Linked DNA regions of Triticum aestivum: region 1 is linked to region 2. A link is a contact called in public Hi-C data. All regions are on one chromosome and are shown on one strand. Each heading gives the region's core, a stretch centred on a gene start, on an enhancer-like site or on the middle of the called end of the contact. The rest is flanking DNA. Distances are from core to core; before and after follow the strand shown. Region 1 holds the start of LOC123078208 (F-box protein At2g32560). Region 2 holds the start of LOC123078207 (eukaryotic translation initiation factor 6-2).

The links. A called contact is a pair of places that touch in the nucleus more often than the background predicts.
Region 1: a Hi-C map of leaf shows a contact between it and region 2, with 5 times the contacts expected there. The contact joins the promoter of LOC123078208 here to the promoter of LOC123078207 in region 2. A contact is called at or near these places in 2 of 5 Hi-C or Micro-C datasets (both in leaf).

Annotation. Positions count from the first base shown.
Region 1 is chr3D:189,368,660-189,372,834 of IWGSC CS RefSeq v2.1, reverse strand. LOC123078208 (F-box protein At2g32560) reads right to left here and starts at 1,749. Exons shown (of 5, transcript XM_044500627.1): 1 at 245-1,749. The coding sequence starts at 934.
Region 2 is chr3D:188,916,962-188,921,647 of IWGSC CS RefSeq v2.1, reverse strand. LOC123078207 (eukaryotic translation initiation factor 6-2) reads left to right here and starts at 2,904. Exons shown (of 5, transcript XM_044500626.1): 1 at 2,904-3,070; 2 at 3,176-3,268; 3 at 3,334-3,464; 4 at 3,546-3,787; 5 at 3,878-4,540. The coding sequence starts at 3,392. The coding sequence ends at 4,225.

The DNA of each region.
Region 1 (4,175 bases), core at 500-2,999, 450 kb before region 2:
CAGGAGCTCAGAGGAACATGAACAACTCAACTGGAAACCAGAGAAGCAAATCCACCCAACCAAATTAAGGTGTAAGCTTAAATGATTACTCTACAGCTTGCTTCTAATAATTCATCCCTAACAGTCTAATAATTGGCACTGGATGACCAACTGACAATTAACAAAGCATACTTAATTGCATGCTTTACAATAAGTGAAATGAAATCATAGCAACTGCTCTGCTCAAGCATGAAGATTATTGTACCTCTCGGTTGTAGACCTGTGCGGGGAACCAGAACTTGCCGCTCTCCAGGTGGAGATACCACGACATGATGGAATCATCCAGCACAGGGCCCGCGGACGTGCCGGCGCCGCCGTCGGCCCTAGGCCGCATCCAGGACACCACCGGGCAGACGCAGGACAGCGCGGCAAGCCACCTCCGGTGCTTGCCGCTGCCAGCAGACCCGCACCCCGACGCGCCGCCGCCGGCCGCGGTCGACGAGGACAGATACGACCTCCACTCGTCCCTCGCGGCGGTACCCAGGACAGAACCCCACTTGTCGGACATGTGGCGCTCCCAGAGGTGGTCGCTCCTGCACCTTTCCCGCATGGACCGGCTGACGGCGGCCATGTTCCGCAGCTCCGCCGGCGGCAGCTTGGCGAGAATGCAGTCGATGGCCAGCTCCGGGAGGTCGAGCACCGACGGCTCGCCGGTCGTATCCGTAGTCTCCAGCTTGGCGGCCGGGCGCTTCCTCTTGAAGGAAGGCATGAGGGGCATGGCGTCCGCGGCCGTGGAGGCGACGCCGCCGAGCAGCCTGTAGCCGGCCAAGAATCCGAGCAGCGAGAGCGCGAGTTGTTGGGAGATGGAAGCGAGGAAGAGTCTCATGTCACGGGCGCATGGCTTGGACAAGAAGAGGAGGCAGGAGAAGACGAAGGTGGCGACCAGGGCAAGCATTGATGAGAGGCAAAGAAGCGAGCCGTGGAGCACTGCGACTGCACAGTGCTCCTCGCAAATAAACAACGCAAGCCACCCAGACCCAGACCCAGTGGAAGAAAGAGAGATGAGATGCTGCCGCCTCTACGACCACAGCCGCATCAACCACTAACTCAGCTGCTTTCTCCGGCCGATCGGAGAAAGCTAGGCGATGGAACCCACTTCAGAAAGGGTTAGAAAAATATTGGGTGGGATTCGATCGAATCGAAGCCCGGAGAAGAAGGGGGACACTTGTTGCCGAGCGGGGGTTGTTCTCGGATTGAAGCGGAGACGCGCACCAACTGAGCAGCCACAAAAAAGAAGAGCAAGAAACAAGTCAAATTCGAGCTAAGATTACTCCGACGGGAGGGAACCGAGGTGGGATCTCCGCAGCTGGAACGGGAGTATTTGGAGCCAAGGAAAGATCAAAGAATGGTCCTAGCAAAGACGAAAGGGAAAAAGGGATCTTGGAAGGAGATAAGAGAGAGAGAGAGTAGGTGAGAGGCGAGCGTTGGTGGGAGTGAGTGAGCAAGAGGGAAGCGTGGGCGGGGCCCGGCCGTGCAAAGCCCCACGCAAGCAGCTTCCCTGGCAAAGCTCACCGGCGCCCTCCGCCCCCTCTCCCTCCCCGTCCCTCCTCTCGCTTCCAAGAAACGAAAGCCGGGTGGGTGGAGGAAGGAGAGAAATGGGGCAGGGAGGAGGATCGCAGGCGGAGGAGGGAGACGAGTATCTATTTATGGGTGGAACTCGTTTCTGGCGTGCGCGCGCGCGGGCGGTTGTCATCTCTCTCCTTGTTTGCCTCCAAGCCTCTTGTTTCGTGGCGCCCTCCGGGAGGGACACCAATAATTGATTGGGAGCCATGCGTTTGTTAGAGCTAATCATAAGAGGTTTCTTGTGTTCCACGGGGGCCGAGAGAGAGAGAGAGAGAGAGAGAGAGAGAGAGAGAGAGAGAGAGGGGATGGAGAATTCATGGCCAAGTTTAGGAGAGGATTTTTGTTGATAGGAATTGTGTGTGCGCACATTTGTTTCTTCATCTGCGCTTCAGGTTTGTCAGGGATCTCGACCTTACATTTTTCGCGATTTGGATGTTGAGTTGTGGCAACTTGGGGAGGCAAGGACGGCGACGTGTTCCACAGATTTTGCCTACTTATTTGAGATCTAGGGAAAGGACCGAAAATGACCTCGTGTCTTGTCGTACAACACACGTTTGTGCCACTACTATGCTAATACAGAACTTGATTGTATTTTAAGGCATTGTAAAATGCAAAATGTTTAGGAAGGTGCTTAGTAAAATAAACCGAATTTTTATTAAGCATAGGTGCTTATCTCTACGTGAGTGATGACTAATGAAGCGTCTATCCTCTAAAAATAAGCACCAGTGCTTAAGAAAAACTGGTTTATTTCTTTAAGTAACTTTCCTAAGCACCTTGCATTGTACGAGGCCTAAGAAATGATAGTAAGCATTTTGTGACATAACATCGTGTACTCCATTCTTCGATCCCACTCGCAACCGAGGATCCTTGGTTCTGTCGGATAAAGGCCAGATACCGCCAGGATTCACCTGTTACTTTGCGCAACATAAATGCAGTGATGAAATTTATTCTCGACCAGATTGGGGGCATACCATTAGGCTCTGACACACCGTTTGGATGTTGATATTAGGAGCTCGAATTGGACTTCCGCATTCAGGTAGACTGAATAACATTGTTTGGTTGGCTACAACATTCAGGCGTGGAGTTGAAGCCCGATATTGCATGCCCCACGCCAACATGCACGCCCCACTCTCCGATATGGAGCCAAATCCCTCGGTTTTGCTACGTATTTGGCCCGCGCCGCTTACCCCGTCGTGCCCTCGTGGGGAAAGGAAAAGAACAACTCTGCGAGACGAGACGAGAAGCGGAGTGCAACAGAGCTCGATGGCGGCGCAAGGTCAGTGCCCTCTCCCGTGAGTCCTCCTCCTTCTCGCATATCTTTGAAGAGCTGCTACGATCTACCACTGGCAACACACCGAGTATAGTTTAGATCAGTTCAACTCGAAAAGAAGAAGGATTGAAGATACAAAGTAGCGCGAAGAGAGGGAAATGGAGTTAAAACTTAGTACTTTTCTTCTTATCTGTATTGTAGCCTCTTTTCCCATTACATAGCCAAGCGGATCGGATCTGGAATGCATCCGTTTGAATTTGCTTGGTATCCAAAATGTGAAGAACCAAAAGATCTGCCTCCATTGATATACAAGCAACGGGGAAGATCCACCTCAAGAGTAGCTTGAGCAGGAATATCTTTTCTTCAAGAGGGAGACATGGACCATGGGATGAATAAGACCGCCTTGTGGTAACTGCAATTTGTAGGCAACAATACCCATTTTTTGAATGATTTATCAAGGACAAAAGAATTTGCAACTCAACTTCTGGTTTGAGCGTCGTGCAATATAAGTTTGAACATATGGTCGCAACTTTAAATAAGCATCTTCCCCCACTTGTAAGGAACCCTCACCATGCATTTTATCTGCCTGGCTCTTCATTCGCTGTCGAGCTCGAAGAAGTTGTTGCTGAATACACTACTACAGATCTAAACAACACTGACCGGCCAAATAGTATCATCACTGACGCCCGAGTGGCCCGTCAGTGACTCAGGGTTCATGATGATACTTTCGTCACTGACGGTCCACCAGACTCATCTGCGATAAGGCTCATCACTGACCTGACGGCTGGTCAGTACTACTTAACAAAAGGGCTCGAGCAAGAGACCTGTCACTGACCGCCCATTGTATACTGACCAATCAGTGATGTAGATTTTGGAGTGGTAGCAAAAGCTTGTATTGCTAGCATTCCAACAGAATTACTGCTGGTAGTGCAGCCCCAGCTTCACAACCACCAAAGAGCAATTTTGGATCAATAGTTGGCATGATTGTACCAACTAATGACGTGAAGACTAGATCCTTTTGTATAGTGTGGCAAGAATCAGGAAACGTCATCGTCATGACATTTCTGTCTCACTGTACACAACACTCTTCTAAAAAAGAGTGTTTTATCTAGTAGTACACATAAAGATCACAATGGCAATGAGGTGAATCATGTATCCCTGTTTGCAAAAACAAAGTATACTCATCTAAGCACAAATAGAAGACAACACCATTTACTTTATGAAGTAGCCTAGTAGATCACCCACCAGCATGCCAGGAAACCAAATATAGCACCCTACCCCCGGGGGTTTCTCCAGAAAGCGG
Region 2 (4,686 bases), core at 1,655-4,154:
TATCAATAATATCATCCATCCCTAGCCTCTTCCAGACCTCCTTTGCTTTACTACAGCGGAAGAGCATATGTTTTGTATCTTCTAAACCCTCCAAGCACGTGAGGCAGATGGGTGAGATCTTCATATGTCTGTTTGCTAGCGTAACTCGGCATGGGATTGTACCATGTAGCGTACGCCATAAGAAAATTTTAACTTTTGCCGGACAGGCTAACTTCCATATCTTACTCCAAATAGGGTTAGCTGTGGTTCGCCCCATCCCATTAGAGTGTTTCAGTTTACTTCCATACTGGTGATCCCACTCCAGAAAATAGGCTGATCGAACCGAGAAAATACCATTTTTTTGTATAATTCCAGGCAATGAAATCTTGCATATCATGTTGCGGTAGGGGAACTAAAAGAATCCTTTGTACATCGATTGACCACATAGTTTGTTCAATCAGGTCTTCATCCCAAGTATTAGAAGCAGGATCAATGAGATCACCTACCTTAGTTATCATGTTCCCTCCGTTAGGCGTTACAATTTTCCTAGTTGCATTGTTTGGGATCCAGGTATCTTCCCAGATATTGATGTTGTGTTCGTTCCCCACTCGCCAAATGTAGCCACGTTTCAGTGTATTTGTGCCTACCATTATACTTTGCCATGTGAAGGAAGAGTCTTTTTTTAACTTTGCATTTAACAGATCATCATCTGGGTAATATTATGCACGTAGGATAGAAGCGCACAAGGAATCAGGATAAACGGGCAGTAGAAAAACGAGGTAGAACCAAAAGCTCGCCCGCGCAGCGCCGTGTCCATGGCCAGGCCCAGGCGGCCTGCCACGAGCTTATAAAAACTGCACTGCTCTTTTTTCAGTGAACACATGTGGGTCGCAGTGGCGGCGGGATCCAATCCTGATGGGGCAAGCGCCTCTCTTATTTGGTTTTTCTGTTAAGTCTATATGAAGTTGAATCTTTTATGCCCACAAAAAAAATGTCTTTTATTGTTTTGTTAGTTCTATAAAAAAATTGATTGCATATAAAAAAGTTAAAAAGGTATTAAAAATGTACCTGATATATACAAAAAATGTACAATGTATATGAAAAAATTAGTCATCAAATATTTGAACAAAATGTTAATCATCTATTTAAAAATATTAAAAGTGTATAAAAAATGTTCCTTATGTATATGGAAAATTTGAAACGTGTATTAAAAAATTGAACAACAAAACATAAACTTTTGAAAAATGGTGATCGTGTAATGAAAAAATTTAATCATATATTTCAAAAAAATTGAACTTATATTAAAAAAATCCCGGTGTATAAGGAAAATATACAATCTGCATGAAAAAAGTAGTTGTCAAACATAAATTTGCAAAAATAAATGTTAATCATGTATTTAAACATTCCTGATGTAGACACAAAATGTATGAATATGAAAAAAAAAAGTAGTCATCAAACACATATATTTAAAAAAATATCAAGTAAACTAAAAGAACTAAACTTGTATAAAAACATGTTGTTGATGTATACGAAAAATACATACATCAAAAATATTTATTTAAAAAAATTAGCTGGGTACTTTTAAAATGTTTAACATGTATTAAAAACCAAGAAAAAAGATACAAACAACACATAGAAAACAAAAAAATGACAATCAAAAAGGTTTTTAAACTAGTGAAAACCATAAAGAAATGCACAGAAAAAGAAATAAATAAAAAACCCGAAGAAAACCAAATAAATTGGTGAAAAAGAAGATAAATACAAAAACCAGAGAAAATAAATGAAACCGAAGAAAGATAAAAGAAACAAAACAATGAAAACAGAGAAAAGAAAATAAAACCAAAAGAAAAACAAAGAATAAAAGAAAAGAAAATAAAAACAAGTGAAAACCATGAAAAGCAAAGAAAACAAGTGTAATATAAAGAAAACTGGAATTATAACGAAGAAAAGGGAAAAGAAAAAATGGTTAAAATATAAAAAAATAAAAGAAAAATTAAAAATTAAAAATGGGAGAAAACCAGAGCAGAGCGAACATATAGTGAGCGAGTCCTACACTAATATGCCGGCCGGCGCGTGTTGTGCCTGACGCGAGAGCAGCTTCTCTCTCGCTATAAGTGAGATATAACTCTTGCGGAAAAACAGTAGTTAACCATGAGGAGTCACGACTTAGGAGGGATACGCCACCAAAGAGGCCCACACGTTGCACTAAGGGTATTATTTAGTCGACCGGCCCAACATTCAACAGGTGGCCACCAGAGAGGCCGACATGGTGAAAAAAAGCAGAAAAGAAGAGAACAAAAAGATTCCCTCACCCGCGAGAGTGGTCGCTTGCCAGCCCGTTTGGGGCCTTGGACCATAGGCGAGGATCTGGCGGCTCACCATCTAGCGCGTAGCAAACCTCGTCGCCTTTCCTACCCCCCCCCCCCCCCCCCCTCCATCACCAGTAGCAACACTACCATCACCGGCCCTCACTCGTTGTCGTCGGCTTTGCACGACCGTCTCCCAGCAAAAAACAAATTTCAGGAAAGAAAATCTCCAAAAGTCGCCGGTCGCTCCACAAAATTAGCCGGTCCCAGAAAATATTGTCGGCGGTTCTAGCAAAAAAAGATGCTTCCACATCGTCGGCCGCGGCAAAAAATATCGTCAGCAAGGGGCGAGGAATCGGTGGTCACGGTTAGAAGGTAGTTCGTCAGCACCAGCCTCCTGGAGAACGTCAGCAAGACAACATTTTCCTTTTCTTTTGTCACCACGGGGATGACACGAGCTGCCTATATTGGATTTGACCTCCAGGAGCCGCTGCGGCTGGCAGCGCGAGAGAAGCGTGGCGCCAACGTAAACCCAAAACGACTGAAGCAAAGCAAAAGCCAAGAGCAGATCCGTGGTGGGCATAAACTTGGAGAGAACGTAACCACGGCACGTGCAGACTGCGATGCGTATTATAAGAGGAGTTCACCTCCATCACCCAAATATATTGAGTTCTTGACCAACTGCGCGCACCTCATCGAGCCTGCCTAACCCCGCCCGCCCGCTAAACCCTACCCTACTCACCGGCGGCAGAGGTTTTCGTGAGCTCGTCCGACAATGGCGTCCCGTAAGTCCCCCTCCGATCCAGCCTGCCTTGATCAGATTTCCTCTTTTTCTTAAAAAAAAAATTGATCGATGCGATGATGCTTTGGTTTGGTTTGGTGTCTCTCAGTTTGAGAACTCGTGCGAGGTCGGGGTGTTCGCGAGGCTCACCAACGCCTACTGCCTCGTCCCGGCCGGTGGGGCGGAGAATTTCACCAGGTTGGTTAATCGCGACCCCTGGTGGCTTCTTGTCTTCTAATTGGTCCTCTCGTTGTCTTGTGGTTGCAGTGTGTTTGAGGCCGAGCTCGCCGACACCGTCCCGGTGGTCAAGGCATCCATCGGCGGCATGAGGATCCTCAGGACATTGTGCGTGGGCAACAAGAAGGGCCTTCTTCTACCACACACCACTAACGACCAAGGTAAGAAAGGAAGGTCCTTCCTTGTCCAGTGAGTGAGTCAGCAGTGACCTGACATGGGTTTCAAATGCCTGCCTGCCACAGAGCTCCAGCACCTCAAGAATAGCCTGCCTGATGAGGTGGTCGTCCAGCGTGTCGACGAGCGGCTCTCCGCCCTCGGCAACTGCATTGCCTGCAACGACCACGTGGCTCTCACAAAACCAGATCTCACCAAGGAAACCGAGGAGATCATCTCGGACGTTCTTGGGGTGGAGGTGTTCAGGCAGACCATCGCAGGGAGCATCCTGGTCGGCAGCTCCTGCGCCTTCTCCAACAAAGGGGGACTTGTACGCTACGCTCCTCATCACACCCTACCTACGATTCAACCTCACTGCTTGATTTCTGAAACTCGTCGACCTGACTGTGCGTGTGTGTAGGTTCACCCGCAGACGTCGGTGGAGGACCTGGACGAGCTGTCGACGCTGCTGCAGGTGCCCCTCGTCGCCGGCACCGTCAACCGGGGGAGCGATGGCATCGCGGCCGGCATGGTGGTCAACGACTGGGCGGCCTTCTGCGGTTCCGACACCACGGCCACCGAGCTCTCAGTGGTGGAGAGCGTCTTCAGGCTGAGGGACGCCCGGCCGGGGGCATTGGGCGCCGACGTCAGGAAATCCTTGGTTGAAAGCTGCTTTCTTCAGGGGAATTTTGCCTTCCCTTGCTGTATCTGTGTTTGTCATGAAATATTCTCAACTAGTACTCCCTCCGTAAACAAACAAGTAATGTAAACGCTTTTATATTTGTTTACGGAGGGAGTACTTCGCCAATCTGGATAGCTTCTTCGTAGGATTAAGCTCGTGATAAGACTTTCAACTAGCAAAGGCTGGAGGGTTTATCTCTCAAGACCTGAGTTATAAACAATAATGAGGGGCACAAATGACAATGCGATAGCCAAATGTTGCGAGTCCTACACTTCTGTTTTTCAGCTTAATTCCTCTTTGGAGGAATAGGAAAAGTGAGATCACTTTAGTTCTCGGAGTATCTCAATTGCCTATAGTATTAAAGAGATGTCGCTTGATTCATAAGATATGAATTTTTAATTTGGTTCTAGACTATTGTCCTTTTTTCCTTTGAAATATGAAGGATTTGTTCCTATCCTACATAGGAATAGGAATCATTCCTACAAACTTAAGTGCTGCAAAAAAAAAAATCCTATCCTTTAGAATTCCTACAGAATTGCTCTAAAACC